2 separate regions of the Arabidopsis thaliana genome follow, and region 2 is linked to region 1. Evidence: chromatin contacts called from public capture Hi-C data. All regions are on one chromosome and are shown on one strand. The core of a region is the stretch at or near the end of the contact, and the rest is flanking DNA. Distances in the headings are between cores, read along the strand shown. Region 1 holds the start of CPK32 (calcium-dependent protein kinase 32). Region 2 holds the start of ADSS (adenylosuccinate synthase).

Region 1 (7,944 bases), core at 2,427-4,926:
CTCCATTTTTCGTGGTCGGTCCTATTTTGCCGACACTTCCCTCACTACGATATATCTATTTTTCTATCTTCATCAGTATTTTCTAATTAAAGATCTCTGACGATGCTCTCAAATATTAAAAAAAATTGTACCGAATTTATGTTACAGTTTCAAAAATTAAAACAAGCAATTAAAATAAGCAATGTCTTGCTAAATATCTTGAAAGACACACGTCTTCATAAATGTAGTGGCACATTTACTGGACCAACGTAGCTTTCATGGAAAAGACTTTACACTTGTTATAATTTTGCCTCTCATGTAAACTAAACGTTTTAATTCGTTACACGAATTATTAAAACCTAATCATTGATTATTTATTCCTGACCTTGTTTCTTCTCCTTCCATCACCTAATTATAATCAGACCTAAACTAGCTAATTACAACACTCCACTACTACTACTACTACAACTCTTCTGATGTTGACTTTGTACGGTCAAGAAAGGTCACCGGAGAACTCCACCACAAGTACGACCGATGCTTCCGATCGCCGGGATGAGACGCCGTCGTCGGAGATAGTCGTGAGAGATATTCACGCGATGACGACGACGACAGAGCTTACTCGGCCACAACAAAGGGGATCAGGAGGAGGATACTTGTCTCCGTCGAGGTCTATTGCTTTTAGCGACGGAACTACTTCTTCCGGTGAGAATTTCACCACCGTGAGCAGAGAGTTCAACGCTCTAGTCATCGCCGGATCTTCCATGGACAACAACAGTAACGGAACTAACCAATCAGGTGGTCATCGTGACGTCATACGTGATGAAAGAAACGAGCTGACTAGGATCGGCGAAAACGATGACGTTGGTGATCATGGTCAGGTGCCTGAGGAGGATTCAAATCCATGGGCGATTGTACCGGACGATTACAACAACCGGGACGGTTCAGAGAATAATATTGTGTTGGCGTCATCAGGTGGTCAGAACCGGATGGTGACGACTGCTTCGGTGCAGAGGGTGAAGAGAGAAGAGGTGGAAGCAAAGATAACGGCGTGGCAAACGGCGAAGGTGGCTAAGATTAATAATAGGTTTAAGAGACAAGACGCCGTTATTAACGGTTGGTTGAATGAGCAGGTTCATAGAGCTAACTCTTGGATGAAGAAAATCGAGGTGACTCATTTTTTTCTATTTTACGAATATCTTAGTTAGATCCGATCGATTAAGAGAACAAGATGACTTATAACATGCTTTTCTTGAAACTGTTTGCTTTTACATGTATAACAAAATAATTTAGAAAAACTATGTAACGTTTTCAAATTGCAAACGATAAACGTGGACAAGCGTTTTTTACAAATTATAAAATGCATATTTTATCCAACCAAAAAAAAAAAATCAAAATGTAAGAATTATGGGTTTATTTGAAAAAAAAGCAGAAACACAAATAAACGATAGATCCTTGAATGGTGGTGATATATCAAATATTTGAAATGTGATAAAGCTATCCAAAAGACTGACTAAATAGACGTCGATGTTGTCTTTGGAATAATAGATTATGCGATTGATACATATATGTGGATGCAGAGGAAACTGGAAGATAGGAGAGCGAAGGCGATGGAGAAAACACAAAACAAAGTGGCAAAAGCTCAGAGGAAGGCGGAGGAGAGGAGAGCCACGGCGGAAGGTAAACGAGGGACGGAGGTTGCGAGGGTTCTTGAAGTTGCTAATCTCATGAGAGCCGTTGGACGACCTCCGGCCAAACGATCATTCTTCTCTCTTTCCTAGCTAAGCTATTACTAGTTTTAGTTACATCCAAATGTCTCAATATATATAGGCTACCATTTTCTGTTGGGAATCAATGTGTATATAACTATATATAGAATGTAAGAGTTTTAAAGGTACTGATATATTTTGTAATTGTATGCTTTTTTCTTTGTCTGCACCACATAAAAACTAATAAAATGTTATTTGTAAGCCAAGAAAATTGTTTACATGTATTGTTTTGTCATTCCATCTGCTGAGACTGATACGACTAAAGAGTTAAAGAAAAGAAAAAAAAGGTTCAAGCTCTTACTTAGTTTCCAGCTCTGTTCATTTAATTACTCTCTCTACCTTGGCCTGTCACTCATGTGTTTAAGAGCTTTAACAAAAATGTAATTTAAGACGCCACAATTTACTAATTCAGGCTGCAAAGCTCGAAACCCTACGTATTTCAGGAATGGAATTTCGAACCCACTAAAATCTTGCTCAGACGAGTCTAAAACCTTTTTGCATACAACTTGTATGTATTTCTTACCACACTCTTACGGTGAACAAAACATAGACCTTATACACACAAGTGCAAGAAAGAGAGAAGTAAAGAGATTTTGAGATGGGCTGATTAAGAAAGGCTTATTTTCGGTTTTTGCTTCTGCCATAATGGGCCTACATACCCTTTTTTTTTTTTGGTAGAAATCTACATACCCTTTCTTTGTTAACTCTCCTATTTATTTGTCCATCAATATCATAGATATATTTTGTTTTGGTCGTTTTAACAAACAAGACTCAGTCTTTGGTAAATGATCAAATACTAAAGAAAATAGAGTGTACTGTATAAAACCCCTCATTTCTTGCCTAATTATATATTGCACTTAACTCTCTTTTTTAGTAACGGTAATCTAAGTAAACAAATTACAAATTGAATCATTGACTTGGTAGGAGTAAGACAAACACTCGTGTAAGGAAAGGAATGTCCATCAGGAGCTTTGATATTAATTTAGAGGCATTTGATAAAGTATCTTACCACATTCATACTCCGTTGACTTTGCTAATTATTTTATATATAAACTAACTCTAAAGTAAAATTTTAAGTATTTATGTTACTTTTAAATACAGGTTTCGACCCAATTGCACATATATCTGTAATCTGAACAATTATTAAATTAGTTGACAAAAAAATAAAAATAAATTTATTTCTATATCAGTTAAATTTTGATAAATCAAAATGCGTTTATCGATTTGTTGGTAGAAGTTTTATAGTGCAAAACCAAAATCATCAACTTGACAGAAAAAGCAAATAACTTTGAGTAATTACATATGTTGGTTGTTTTGTATCGAAGTCAAAAAAATTAGTTAGTTGGGTCCGACGAAAGTGATTAAAAAGAGTCAAAATCGCCGTGTTTGACCTTTTAATTATAAAAAAAAAACAGAACATAAAATAAAGGTGGCCGCTTATTTATGAACCCAAACACGAGCGTATTTACGGTTTCACCCTTAACTTTTTTTTATTTCCAAGGCGCTTAGTTTAAGAACGTGTCACAGACTCCGCTTTCTGTTTAATCCATGAGGTAAAATTCCTGAAACACCCCTGTCTTCGTAATTATTTGTATGATTCATTTCACAGATATATATTTATTTGGTGCTAGAATTTTGTTAGACATTCTATAAAAATAAAGAGTTTTCTAAAATTAAAATGAACAAAAATATTCTAAAAATAAAAAAAATTCTGCAGGAGTTTGAAAAAAAACAATTGGTGGACATTTAACTATTTAAGCCTTAATTTTTTTTGTCGGCATTTAAGCCTTAACTTAAGATCACATATATTCACCAAAAATAATTAAAATCACATATAGGGGTAATATTGTCAATAGTAATTTGGTAAAGCTGAAGGCATTTTGATTTCACATTAGAGTAATGTAATAGTAAGAAACATTCTTTGAAAATTAAAAATTTAAAGTGAAAAAAAGAAACAGACAAAAAAAGAAAAAAAAACAATCATAGAGCAGCTGGAGAAGAAGGGAGGGAAGAAGATTCTCTTGACCTTCCTTCCATCATCATCTCTCTCTCTCTCTCTGTAATTAATTTTTCGCAATTTTAATTTTCGAACAAATGATTTGACGTTCTTCTTGGTATTCACGCGTTGAAAATTTCCACCCTTTCATATATTGTTCTTCACCTCCTTCGTTTTTTTCTCATCCATCTCTTCCAGAATTCTCTTAAAGTTTCCTACTTTCCTGGAATTTCGTCCTCAATCTCTCAAGTTTCATCGGTTTTGATTTGGGTTTGATCGGAAAAGTCATGGGTAATTGTTGCGGAACAGCAGGATCATTGGCTCAAAACGATAACAAACCCAAAAAAGGAAGGAAGAAGCAAAACCCTTTCTCGATTGATTACGGTCTTCACCACGGTGGTGGAGATGGAGGTGGAAGACCTCTTAAGCTTATCGTTTTGAATGATCCAACAGGTCGTGAGATCGAGTCTAAATACACGTTGGGGAGAGAGCTAGGTCGTGGAGAATTCGGTGTTACGTATCTATGTACTGATAAGGAGACAGACGACGTTTTTGCTTGTAAATCGATTTTGAAGAAGAAGCTGAGGACAGCTGTTGATATTGAAGATGTTAGGAGAGAGGTTGAGATTATGAGGCATATGCCTGAGCATCCTAATGTTGTTACTTTGAAGGAGACTTATGAGGATGAGCATGCTGTTCATTTGGTTATGGAGCTTTGTGAAGGTGGTGAATTGTTTGATAGGATTGTTGCTAGAGGGCATTATACTGAGAGAGCTGCTGCTGCTGTCACTAAGACCATCATGGAAGTTGTTCAGGTTCGTCAAGGTTTTTTTGCTGTTTATTGTATCTCTTTAGTCTTTACTTGTTGCAGAATTGCAATGGCCTCGTATAATGTCTTGGTTTGTTACTGGTTTCAGTTTCTTGGACATTATTGACTTGTAGCATTGCTTTAAAGGGCTCAATTTGCTGCAGAAAGATTCAAAATTCGTTTCTTTTCATGTAAATTGAAAGTCTTGTGGAGTGATTTTAGATGTGAGATTAATGAGTGTGTTCTTGCAGGTGTGTCATAAGCATGGGGTAATGCACAGGGACCTGAAACCTGAGAACTTCTTGTTTGGAAACAAGAAGGAGACTGCACCTCTTAAGGCGATTGATTTTGGTCTCTCTGTTTTCTTTAAACCAGGTAATGTGGTCTTTCTGCTCAGTAGATAGCTGATTGCTTTGTGGTTTGTCAATAATCTTAACCCACACCGTTATTTTCTTTGCAGGCGAGAGGTTTAACGAAATCGTTGGTAGTCCGTACTACATGGCTCCCGAGGTGCTAAAACGGAATTATGGTCCAGAAGTTGATATTTGGAGTGCAGGTGTAATTCTTTACATACTGCTATGTGGTGTCCCGCCTTTCTGGGCAGGTTAGTTTTGTCAGTCTATGTTTCCTTCTTCTTGGGCCGTCTGTAGCACATGTTGTCTTCAGGGGTAGTATATGAAGAAGTGATCATAAGAATAATGAACCTGGTCTTCTGTTTTTTTCTATACCATTTTCAGAAACTGAACAAGGAGTTGCACAAGCAATTATTCGATCTGTACTAGACTTCAGAAGGGACCCATGGCCCAAGGTTTCTGAAAACGCAAAAGACCTTATCAGGAAAATGCTTGATCCTGACCAAAAGCGTCGTCTTACAGCTCAACAAGTCCTAGGTACAGATTTATATGATGCAATTTGCTTATATGGAATCTGAGACAGACAAAGAGTATTAATCGGTCTTTGCTTCATTTTCCTCAGATCACCCGTGGTTACAGAATGCAAAGACAGCCCCCAATGTATCATTGGGTGAAACAGTGAGGGCAAGGTTGAAGCAGTTCACCGTCATGAACAAGCTCAAGAAACGAGCACTCAGGGTAAAATACATATTACTTATAAACTATCCGAAAATGTATATCTCTTCTGATCTAAAAAGCCTAACAATAGTTTCGTTTGGTCTTGTTACGTTATCTCGATAGGTTATTGCTGAGCATTTATCAGATGAAGAAGCTTCAGGTATAAGAGAAGGGTTCCAAATAATGGACACAAGCCAAAGAGGGAAGATTAACATCGACGAGCTTAAAATCGGGTTGCAGAAACTTGGTCATGCCATTCCGCAAGATGATTTACAAATTTTGATGGATGCTGTGAGCTTTGATTTACCATTACTTTTCAATACCAGTTTTTGTGTGATTTGAATGCAGTTAACTGAGCTCTGGATGGTTTTCTTCTACTTTGCAGGGAGACATCGATAGAGATGGATATTTGGACTGTGACGAGTTTATTGCCATATCGGTACACCTAAGGAAAATGGGCAATGACGAGCATCTCAAGAAAGCGTTTGCGTTCTTTGATCAAAACAATAACGGATATATCGAAATAGAGGAGTTAAGGGAAGCCTTGTCTGACGAACTTGGTACAAGTGAAGAAGTTGTTGATGCCATTATCCGTGATGTTGACACCGACAAGGTTGGTTAACTTCACCATTTCACTCTCGTTTTCTTGTTGAAAAAAATCCCATCTCATAGAGAACTAACCATCATGAAAATTGTTTTTTTTGTAGGATGGAAGAATAAGTTACGAAGAGTTTGTAACGATGATGAAAACAGGAACAGATTGGAGAAAAGCTTCGAGACAGTACTCGAGAGAACGGTTTAACAGTATCAGTCTCAAACTGATGCAAGATGCGTCGTTGCAGGTCAATGGTGATACAAGATGAGAGAGGCTTAATCTGTGTCACTCACCAGTCTGGAAGATTGAATCAAAGGGATGCAAATCTTTCTTAATTTCTTAATTTTTATCTTCTTGGGTTGCTTTTTTTTTATGACACCACGATTAAAGCTTTTTAGGCATATAAAGTTGTAAGAGTTGTGTGTTTGATATCCTGGCTAATGAGCGAGCTGAGTATGGGGATCAAGAGAGAAAAACCGTGTTGGCCTTTGGCTGTGTGTAGATATTTTGTATAATCTTGTGTTGATAAAAGATAATATCATCAATTTTTCTTGTGATCAATCTGTAATTTTCTATAACCATTCAAGAATTATATGAGTTATGGATTTTGACAATGAGAGCTTGCTTTACAGATAAACTTACACGAGCTTATATCGAATATAGGCATTTTAAATTTAATAATTTCAAAAGAGGTATGTTGCACAGTTGAATGGGCCGCTTATTGTCTGATTTCGGACGATTTTAACCTTCTGGAGTAAGTGAGAAATTGATATTCCATTTTTGCAAGTGGTAGGATGATGTGAAAATAGGTGAAGAAGTGAAAACGATATACCCTAGAATTGGACTTGTAAACCCAAACCGTTTAGTTGACAGTCTGCGATGCATACACAGATACAACGACACAACACTACAACATTAATTAGACTTTCTCGGCTTGAGAAGATGAGGCCAATGAAATGATATTAGAGATGACTTTTCACAAGAAATAAGTACATGTTTTCGTGAAGACATATGAGAAATGTCTTAATAAATAAATTCTTAAGACAAATGCCTATTTTGTAATTAACTCAATTTACACAAAGCCAGATGTACAAATAAAATCAGAAACTAAAGTCCCATTTCGTTTTGTCCTGGTGGTCGACTTTGTCTTTGTGGTCACAGTTTTGTTTTCAAAACTGTACAATGTTTTAAATAAGTATATAACGGAAACTATATTGGCCATAAACTTTTATCAATCCCATATAGCTATAGTAGTCGAGAAGAAGGAAAATTCAGACAAAAATATAATAAACGTCGTTATTGGCTTATCGCAGCATCAAATCTAAACAAGTGGACTAAATATTTGTGTCCTCTATATTATTGTCATCAAGCATAAGACACCAGTCATTTGAATATTTGATCAACAGCCTTATAAAAAATAAAAATTTACAATCATATCTACTCGATGAGTTTGCAACTGTTCATGATATTGATATCCTACAAATCTGATACCCACACAATGTAGATAAAAATAGCATCACTGAACATCTGTTAAGTATTATAATCACAAACATACAAGTGAAAAGCAATTTAACTCAAATCATTGCTTTTTGGTACGTCTAATAAATATCCACCTCGTAGTAGTCTCATCGACACGGGAGACTTACGTGGCTATTTTTGTATTGTTGCCAAATTTTATTGAAAATCAAACAAATCAATCATGCAAAAGGCGTGAGGTTGAACGGTACACG
Region 2 (7,944 bases), core at 2,868-5,367, 37 kb before region 1:
ATGATGCTAGTTCACTGGGGTAACACAAACTCTAAGCACAACCATTCAACAACAGCTTATTTTGGTGATAACTGGGATGATATATCTGATGAGAGGAGAGGAGATCATCCTTGCTTTGACCCCCGCAAAGATCTCGTGATTCCAGCCTGGAAAGTTCCTGACCCTTACTCAATGCGCAAAAATTACTGGGAAAGGTATATTCTCTGATAGTTCTTGGACATTGTTTCAGTCATGTTCGATCGCTGGAAACAAGAAGCCTGAAAGTTGTTGTCTTGTTCCTTATTATTAGGCCACGGGAGAAGCGGAAAACATTGTTTTACTTCAATGGGAATCTCGGACCTGCTTATGAAAAGGGAAGGCCTGAAGATTCGTAAGTCTTCAACTTAAAGACTCATGTTGATATCATTTGGGAAAGTCGAGCTTGCTTCAAACAGCATTCCTAATGGAGATGTATATAATGGTCCCATAACATCTAATGCAGGTATAGCATGGGAATCAGGCAGAAGCTAGCAGAAGAGTTTGGTTCTAGCCCTAACAAAGAAGGTAAGCTTGGGAAGCAGCACGCAGAAGATGTGATTGTAACTCCATTGCGTTCCGACAATTACCACAAGGACATAGCCAATTCAATCTTCTGTGGTGCGTTCCCTGGAGATGGTTGGAGTGGACGCATGGAAGATAGTATCTTACAAGGATGTGTTCCAGTCATCATTCAGGTATATAGCTTAAACTTACCACATTCAATACATTAATCCAAAAACTTAAGCTGTCTGATCCGAAAATGACGGTTTGTTGGTTCCCGTTGATTGATGACTCTTCATTAGGACGGAATCTACTTGCCATATGAGAACATGCTCAATTATGAAAGTTTTGCAGTTCGTGTCAATGAAGATGACATTCCCAATCTCATAAACACTCTGCGAGTAACCACTCTCTCTCTGTCTTGTTCTCAACTAACTAAACTGCTCCTAATCTCAGACTCATTTTAATCTGAAATCTCTCACAGGGATTCAGTGAGGCAGAGATACAATTCAGACTGGGTAATGTAAAGGAGCTCTGGCAAAGATTCTTGTTCCGAGACTCGATTTTGCTTGAAGCAGAGAGACAAAAAGCTACTTATGGACATGAAGAAGACTGGGCTGTTCAATTCTCTAAACTGAAGCACGATGATATCTTCGCTACTATCATACAAACTCTGCATTTCAAGCTACACAACGATCCATGGAGACGAGAGCAAGCCGTAAACCGGACTAAAGATTATGGTTTGCCGCAAGAATGTCTCCATAAAACCAGCTGATCAAAATCTAAAACAAAAAAGTTGGAACTTTGGAAGTAAATACCTCAGAAGCTGCAGAAGCATATACATATACACACGGCAGAATCATTCAAGATTCATTGCCAAATCGATTCTTTTTGAAAGGAATAATCTTGGGTTTTGAGTTAGGTGAACCATCAGTCATTATGTAAGCAAAACTCTATTTGTTAAATTCAAGCCAGTTTTTATAAAGATCGTAAGTTAACAATTTATTCAGCATATTATCTAATCTCTTCCTCTCTCTTTATTTTGCTTGAATATTTATATATATCATGCAACATACATTTCAAACTATTCATAATCGATCTATTTAAGCTTCACTCAATCTGCACCCAAGCGGCTGAGCTTGGTATACCTGCATGCACCAGAAATATCATATAGTATCCCGGAGGAGCAATCTCAGCCGTTGATGGACCCAATGCACTGACTCTATAAGAATTTGTTAGCTGGTCACGCGTCACAGAGAGTAGCTTCAAGATTACCATCCTCTGATTCATCGCAAAGGAGTGTGTAGTGAAAGATGGTGCAACTATCCTCACAGAGAGAAGATCAACGGTCAGAAACTGAGCTATGGAGAAATCCACGTTAAACAATCTCTTGTAACTCAATACTTTGTCGCTTGTCAATAATATCTTGGGACGTATTGGGTCGGATGTGAAAAATAGATATGGTGGAGAATAAGCCTCGAGGCTTAAATCCGTTGGATACTCGACGTTGGTAAAGTTGTAATAAACGTGAGGATTACTTCCACCAACTAAAACCCGACCGTCTGGTAATAAAATCGCTGAGGAATGGTACATCCTAGGACGTGATGGTGTGGACATAACGGTGAAGAGATGATCAAACGGTTGATATATCACAGGTTGGATAATCGGGTCACGTGCTTTCTCCCAACCGGCCGTGCCAGCTCCGGCTCCGTTTACGATGATGACGTCACCTGTTGGTAAGAGTAGCATGTCTCCCATAACACGTGGCAATGGCATGGTTTCCATTTCCCAACTTGGACTCTGATCGGATAGTTTTAGCCTCCCGCATGTGGAGGTGGCACGTGTGAATCCACGTGAGAAGCCGCCTTTAGGAGAGCCTCCACATACCATTATCTCAACTTCTACGTTAGCATCGTTGGTATCATCTAATGGAAATAGTATAGAAGAACCACTGCTTGGATAGTTCCTTGGATCACCACCTGGAATCTCTGGAAACTCTTTCACGATTCGGTTCTTTTTGTAATCGAACACAATGGATCTTGTGTTAGCGAAGACAAATAAGTTTCCATCAGGTAAAAGATGTATGAACGGATATAAGTTGTTCTCGTTACTTCCATCTGAAGTTTCTCTAAGAAACTCAAGTCTTGAGCTTCTAGACCGAGAATCATGTCGGGGAAAAAGTTCATAGTTGAACTGTCTTCTTCCTCCGACCACAATGATCCGTCCATCGGGTAATATTTGGTTGGTGGCATACCATCTACGTTGGGATAGATACTGAGGAAACTCAATCCAATCACATGTATCACTATAACCACAAGGGCTAAACATTCGAGCAGCACGCTCACCATCGTTGTATCCACCGGTTTGAACCAATGTTCCGTTGGGAAGAACCGCACCAGAAGAACACCATGTATCTGTTTGGACATTCAAAGGACGGTATGTGTTGGAGACAACATCGTAGAGAACTGAGTGTGCGCTGCAATCGAACTTTTCTGCGGTGTCAGTAGGGTCGTAACGACATATGCCTCCGGGTAGAGAAACATTTGAGGTACCGAAATCGGTACGGTCGAACATTATAACCATGCCGTTGTGGAGGAGTTGCATGTGCATGGCGGATATACCGATGCTCGGTAGCAACATTTCCCACCGATCGAGTTGCAATAGAAAAGGGTTAGCTTGACCTTCGGATAATATGGCCATGGAGAGGCATAAGATGGTTGTAGCGACGATGAATGTATTTTTGGAGTTGATCATAGTGGTTGGTGGTTTCTTCCTTTGTTCTTGGTTTGATGGTGAATTTTAAGTTAGAGGTTGGTTTATCTATTTTCTTGTTGAAGAGTAGTATGGTTGGAGTAATACGTCCAATTATATATTCTTTCACATAAAATTGTTATTTTTATTAGATTGACGATTCTTGTTTTATATATTTAATTTGGAATTTTGGACAAGCAAACTCTTTGACTCTACTACATTCATGCCGGAGTTTTAGACAGTCTTTAAGAAAACGTAGTAGAATTGCATCAAACTATAGATAGTTTTAATCAAATTAAAGGATGTAATATTTTCTTTCTAAATTCTGGTATCATCACTCTTTGAAATTGTCGTAATATTTGGAAATAAATAAGTAAGGAACACATATAATAAATAAGTATGAAATGAATAGAGAAAACAATGTACACCTGCATGATGATTTCTATAATTCCGCAAGTTGCAAAGAGAATGCCCAAAAAAAAAAACTTAAGAAATTATCAGACAAATATTTCCTTATTCTTATATGTTTATAAATCAAAATGACAAAAATATCACTCACTTACAAAAATATCACCTTAAGAATGTCTCCATAGACCGGCTGATCAAAATCTAAAAAACAAAAAAGCTGGAACTTTGGGAGTAAATTGCTCAGCCTCAAGAATGTCTCCATATATACATACTCGGCAGAATGTCTCCGTAAATTTTGAATTACAGCATTCAATTATGGCATGTTAACAAAACGCTGACTTTTTAAATTCAGTTTAGTTCTTGCTTTGTGTTAAGACCGGTTTTAGTCTCGGTTTAACCAAATTAATTTCATTACATATTTCATGTAAAGGTCAAAATGGTCATTTTAGTTCACCTGAGCTCAGTTTGAAAAAAGGTCTTCCTCAGGTTTCCCCATACTCAAGTGCCGGCGAACCCTAAGACTTTTGATACCTCTTCTCTTCTCTCTCTTCGAAGATGTCTCTCTCTTCCCTCACTCTCGACTCCAATCCAAGATTCGCTGTTGGTGGACCTTATCACCGCCGTTATCCTCCTCTTCACCACCCTCGAAGCTTCGTCTCTTGCTCTGCTAAACGTCCAGCTGTCTCCGCTTCACTGAGCGTCGCCGCTGATTCAGCCGCCACTGAGTCTCTTGGACGGATTGGATCACTGAGTCAAGTATCTGGTGTACTCGGTTGCCAATGGGGAGATGAAGGTAAAGGCAAACTCGTTGACATCTTAGCCCAACACTTTGACATCGTTGCTCGTTGTCAGGTAAAGTTTACATTTTTACCTTTTTCATATTCCTTATGAACTTTTCGTAAAGATTAAGGATTTAATCTGTGTTTGCAATTGGAGATTTGTGAACATTTTGAATTGAATTTGTTGATTCTTTTACTAAGTTTCTGTTCCTGATTTGATTGTTCCGGCAAAGTTTAAGTCTTTTTGTTTGAATATTGTGGTTTGGTTACCGTAGGGTGGAGCTAATGCTGGACACACTATATACAATTCAGAGGGAAAGAAATTTGCACTTCACCTTGTGCCTTCAGGTATCCTGAATGAGGATACTACTTGTGTCATTGGAAACGGAGTTGTGGTGCATTTGCCAGGTCTCTTCAAAGAGATTGATGGTTTGGAGTCCAATGGTGTCTCCTGTAAAGGAAGGATTTTGGTCTCTGATCGCGCTCACTTGTTATTCGATTTCCATCAAGAGGTTGATGGGCTCAGGGAATCTGAGCTTGCCAAGTCGTTCATTGGCACCACCAAGAGGGGAATTGGTCCTGCCTACTCTAGTAAAGTGATAAGGAATGGTATTAGAGTAGGTGATCTCAGGCACATGGATACTTTACCTCAAAAGCTTGACCTTTTACTATCAGATGCAGCGGCAAGGTTTCAAGGGTTCAAGTATACTCCTGAAATGCTTCGGGAAGAAGTTGAAGCATACAAGAGATACGCTGACAGATTGGAGCCCTACATTACTGACACTGTCCATTTCATCAATGACTCGATTTCGCAGAAGAAAAAGGTTTTGGTCGAAGGTGGTCAAGCTACAATGTTGGACATTGACTTTGGGACTTATCCTTTTGTTACTTCCTCCAGCCCCTCAGCCGGTGGGATCTGCACAGGTCTTGGTATTGCACCAAGTGTTGTTGGTGATCTAATTGGAGTGGTAAGCATCATTTTCAGTCATAGACTTGACTTTCTGCATTGGCCATTATTTAACCTATGTTGTTCTGAGTTAGTAGTATTGATGTTCCCCATACATTTGCCATTTACTCTTTGATAACATAATCTGCAAGCAATGACAGAGATATGAAAGCATTGTGATGATCCTGTTATTTCAGGTAAAAGCATACACTACAAGAGTTGGTTCAGGTCCATTCCCGACAGAAAATTTGGGCACAGGTGGTGACCTTCTTAGGTTAGCTGGACAGGAGTTTGGCACTACAACTGGTCGTCCTCGTCGGTGTGGCTGGCTTGACATTGTTGCCCTGAAATTTTCTTGCCAAATCAATGGATTTGCATCACTTAATCTCACTAAGCTTGATGTACTTTCGGATCTGAACGAAATCCAGCTGGGTGTGGCTTACAAGAGGAGTGACGGCACCCCTGTTAAATCATTCCCTGGTGATCTTCGTCTTCTCGAAGAACTGCATGTAAGTACCGTTCTCTGACATATGTCTGACTGTCTCCTTTTATGAATAGGGCAACTTCTCTTGTTATTAATTTGGTTATAAAGAATCTGACAGGCACATCATTTGGCTCTATTTGTTCATAAAGTATCTGATAAAGTCCTGAAAACAGAGTTTAATCTTATTGTCTAGGAAATGGTACTTATTACTTATTGTTGGGATGATGAATAACTTTCTATACTTGTGCAAATGTTTGTAGGTGGAGTATGAAGTCTTACCTGGGTGGAAGTCTGACATATCCTCGGTCAGAAACTACTCTGATCTTCCAAAGGCTGCTCAGCAATATGTTGAGAGGATTGAAGAACTCGTGGGTGTGCCCATTCATTACATTGGTATTGGGCCCGGTCGTGATGCCCTTATATATAAATGATTTTTAGTGTTAGGCTTTTTTGGTTCCTCCACAAACTCAAAAATTGATCAAGTGTCAAGTTACTGAGAATTATTACTCTCTTTGGAATGACTAGTGTATCTGTTGCATTGTTTCTAATATTGGAATGAAGAGGAATTCTGTGCTTAAGCAGTGAGGTTGCTATATTCATAATGTTTAAGCTTTCGTGTTTGATCTTACTCTATTCGTTCCATTGATAAGAGATCCTTTTATGTCTTAAACCTGAGAAAGTCGTGAAGGTTCATTGTAGCTGCTGTTTATGCTTGTTGAATATCTGTGGATGTTATCTATACTTAGCAAATTTCTTCAGATTTTGATCAGTGCTGGCAGGTGAAACTTTCTGGTGGGAGTTTATGCATCGTGTGATATGTCTCTAGGTTATTCAGTTTTGTTGTTTTCTTTTCTCGACAGAAAGTTTGCGTTGGTCAGTTCGAAGGCGAATCTTAAAAATTTGTTCATACCATCATGATCTTTATTTATTGATCATGAGTTTCTAGTATTATTGAGATATTAGATGTGATCTCCATGAAAGGGGATATGATAGGTAAGCTTTTTTGCATTGTTACTTGCACAAAACATATCATTCTATTAGGGCCGTGACTTTCACTTACTATTTAAACTATCGAGCTAAAGGATAGCGAAAAAATGAACATGCTTCATTAATATACCAAAAAAAGCGAACAACTCGGTTGTACACTGACTCACTTTATTGCTGCATAATAAAAGACTGCACTCTCACTACCTATGTCTCTTTTCCAAAACGCTACACTAAATCCAAAACCATTTGTGTACTTCTGAATCTTGATCTACCTTAAATTGCTTTTACTCAATCTAAGCTTCCGTAGTAGTCCCAGATGGAAGGGAAGGATACATCATCCTCAAAATCATAGCTTCCGAAGTTGCTGGAGTCAAATTGCATAGTTGTGGTTTCACTTCTTGGCATCTCGATCAGGGTATCCCAGCTGAAATTCTCAGTTCTGAAAGGACTTCCAGTTTCTTCTTGCTCGTTCCATGGTGGAGGGGAATGACACTCTGCTACCTCACTTGGTTCTGCTTCATTTTCATCCTTCAAGATTCCTAGTTGCTGAAGAAACTCGGTCAGGTCGATCTCTGGTTTCTTCTGATCACCACCTTCGAACATATTGTCTGTTTCTCCCTTGCTGGTCTTCTCATCAAGAAAGCTAGTATTAGTTTTTGATTCGGTGGAGGAAGAACTAGAAGAATAGGATTGAGATAAAAGTCCAGTTTTCTTGAGTTCTTCTAGTCTTTGCTGGATTATGTGAACACTAGGCTGAGCATTCACGTTTAGCATACCACATGAAGGAAACATAGATATAAACTTCCTTGAAGGTACCCATTTGAACCTCTGAGAGTTACTCAGAGAAGGTCTTGTATTCCGCTGAAGATGAGGTAAGTTGAGGTATGCGTCGTGCCCATAGAGTTTCAAGGCAGCCTCATCATAAGCCATAGCTGCTTCTTCAGCTGTAGCGAAAGAGCCAAGCCAAAGTCTTGCCCTCTTCTTGGGCTCTCTGATCTCAGCCACCCATTTGCCCCAAGTCCTTTGCCTGACTCCACGGTACTGACAAAGAGCGTTTTGTGGACCGCCTT

Evidence for each region. Capture Hi-C pulls out chosen DNA fragments and counts their contacts.
Region 2: a capture Hi-C map of root shows a contact between it and region 1, with 2.0 times the contacts expected there. The contact joins the promoter of ADSS here to the promoter of CPK32 in region 1. A contact is called at or near these places in 2 of 26 Hi-C or Micro-C datasets (root and seedling), 1 of 2 datasets of contacts at active chromatin or transcription factors (shoot) and 2 of 3 other capture datasets (root and seedling).

The regions. Positions count from the first base shown.
Region 1 is chr3:21,295,436-21,303,379 of TAIR10.1, reverse strand. It overlaps CPK32 (calcium-dependent protein kinase 32), which reads left to right and starts at 3,676. Exons shown (of 8, transcript NM_115613.4): 1 at 3,676-4,556; 2 at 4,801-4,924; 3 at 5,010-5,153; 4 at 5,287-5,439; 5 at 5,525-5,640; 6 at 5,743-5,910; 7 at 6,005-6,232; 8 at 6,327-6,923. The coding sequence starts at 4,029. The coding sequence ends at 6,482. It overlaps AT3G57540 (Remorin family protein), which reads left to right and starts at 150. Exons shown (of 2, transcript NM_115614.3): 1 at 150-1,145; 2 at 1,557-1,983. The coding sequence starts at 456. The coding sequence ends at 1,757.
Region 2 is chr3:21,332,893-21,340,836 of TAIR10.1, reverse strand. It overlaps ADSS (adenylosuccinate synthase), which reads left to right and starts at 4,117. Exons shown (of 4, transcript NM_115621.5): 1 at 4,117-4,530; 2 at 4,733-5,425; 3 at 5,601-5,912; 4 at 6,148-6,646. The coding sequence starts at 4,234. The coding sequence ends at 6,318. It overlaps AT3G57620 (glyoxal oxidase-related protein), which reads right to left and starts at 3,304. Exons shown (of 1, transcript NM_115622.3): 1 at 1,536-3,304. The coding sequence starts at 3,273. The coding sequence ends at 1,630. It overlaps AT3G57600 (Integrase-type DNA-binding superfamily protein), which reads right to left. Exons shown (of 1, transcript NM_115620.2): 1 at 6,919-7,944. The coding sequence ends at 7,163. It overlaps AT3G57630 (exostosin family protein), which reads left to right. Exons shown (of 14, transcript NM_115623.6): 10 at 1-194; 11 at 290-370; 12 at 482-713; 13 at 822-920; 14 at 1,004-1,563. The coding sequence ends at 1,294.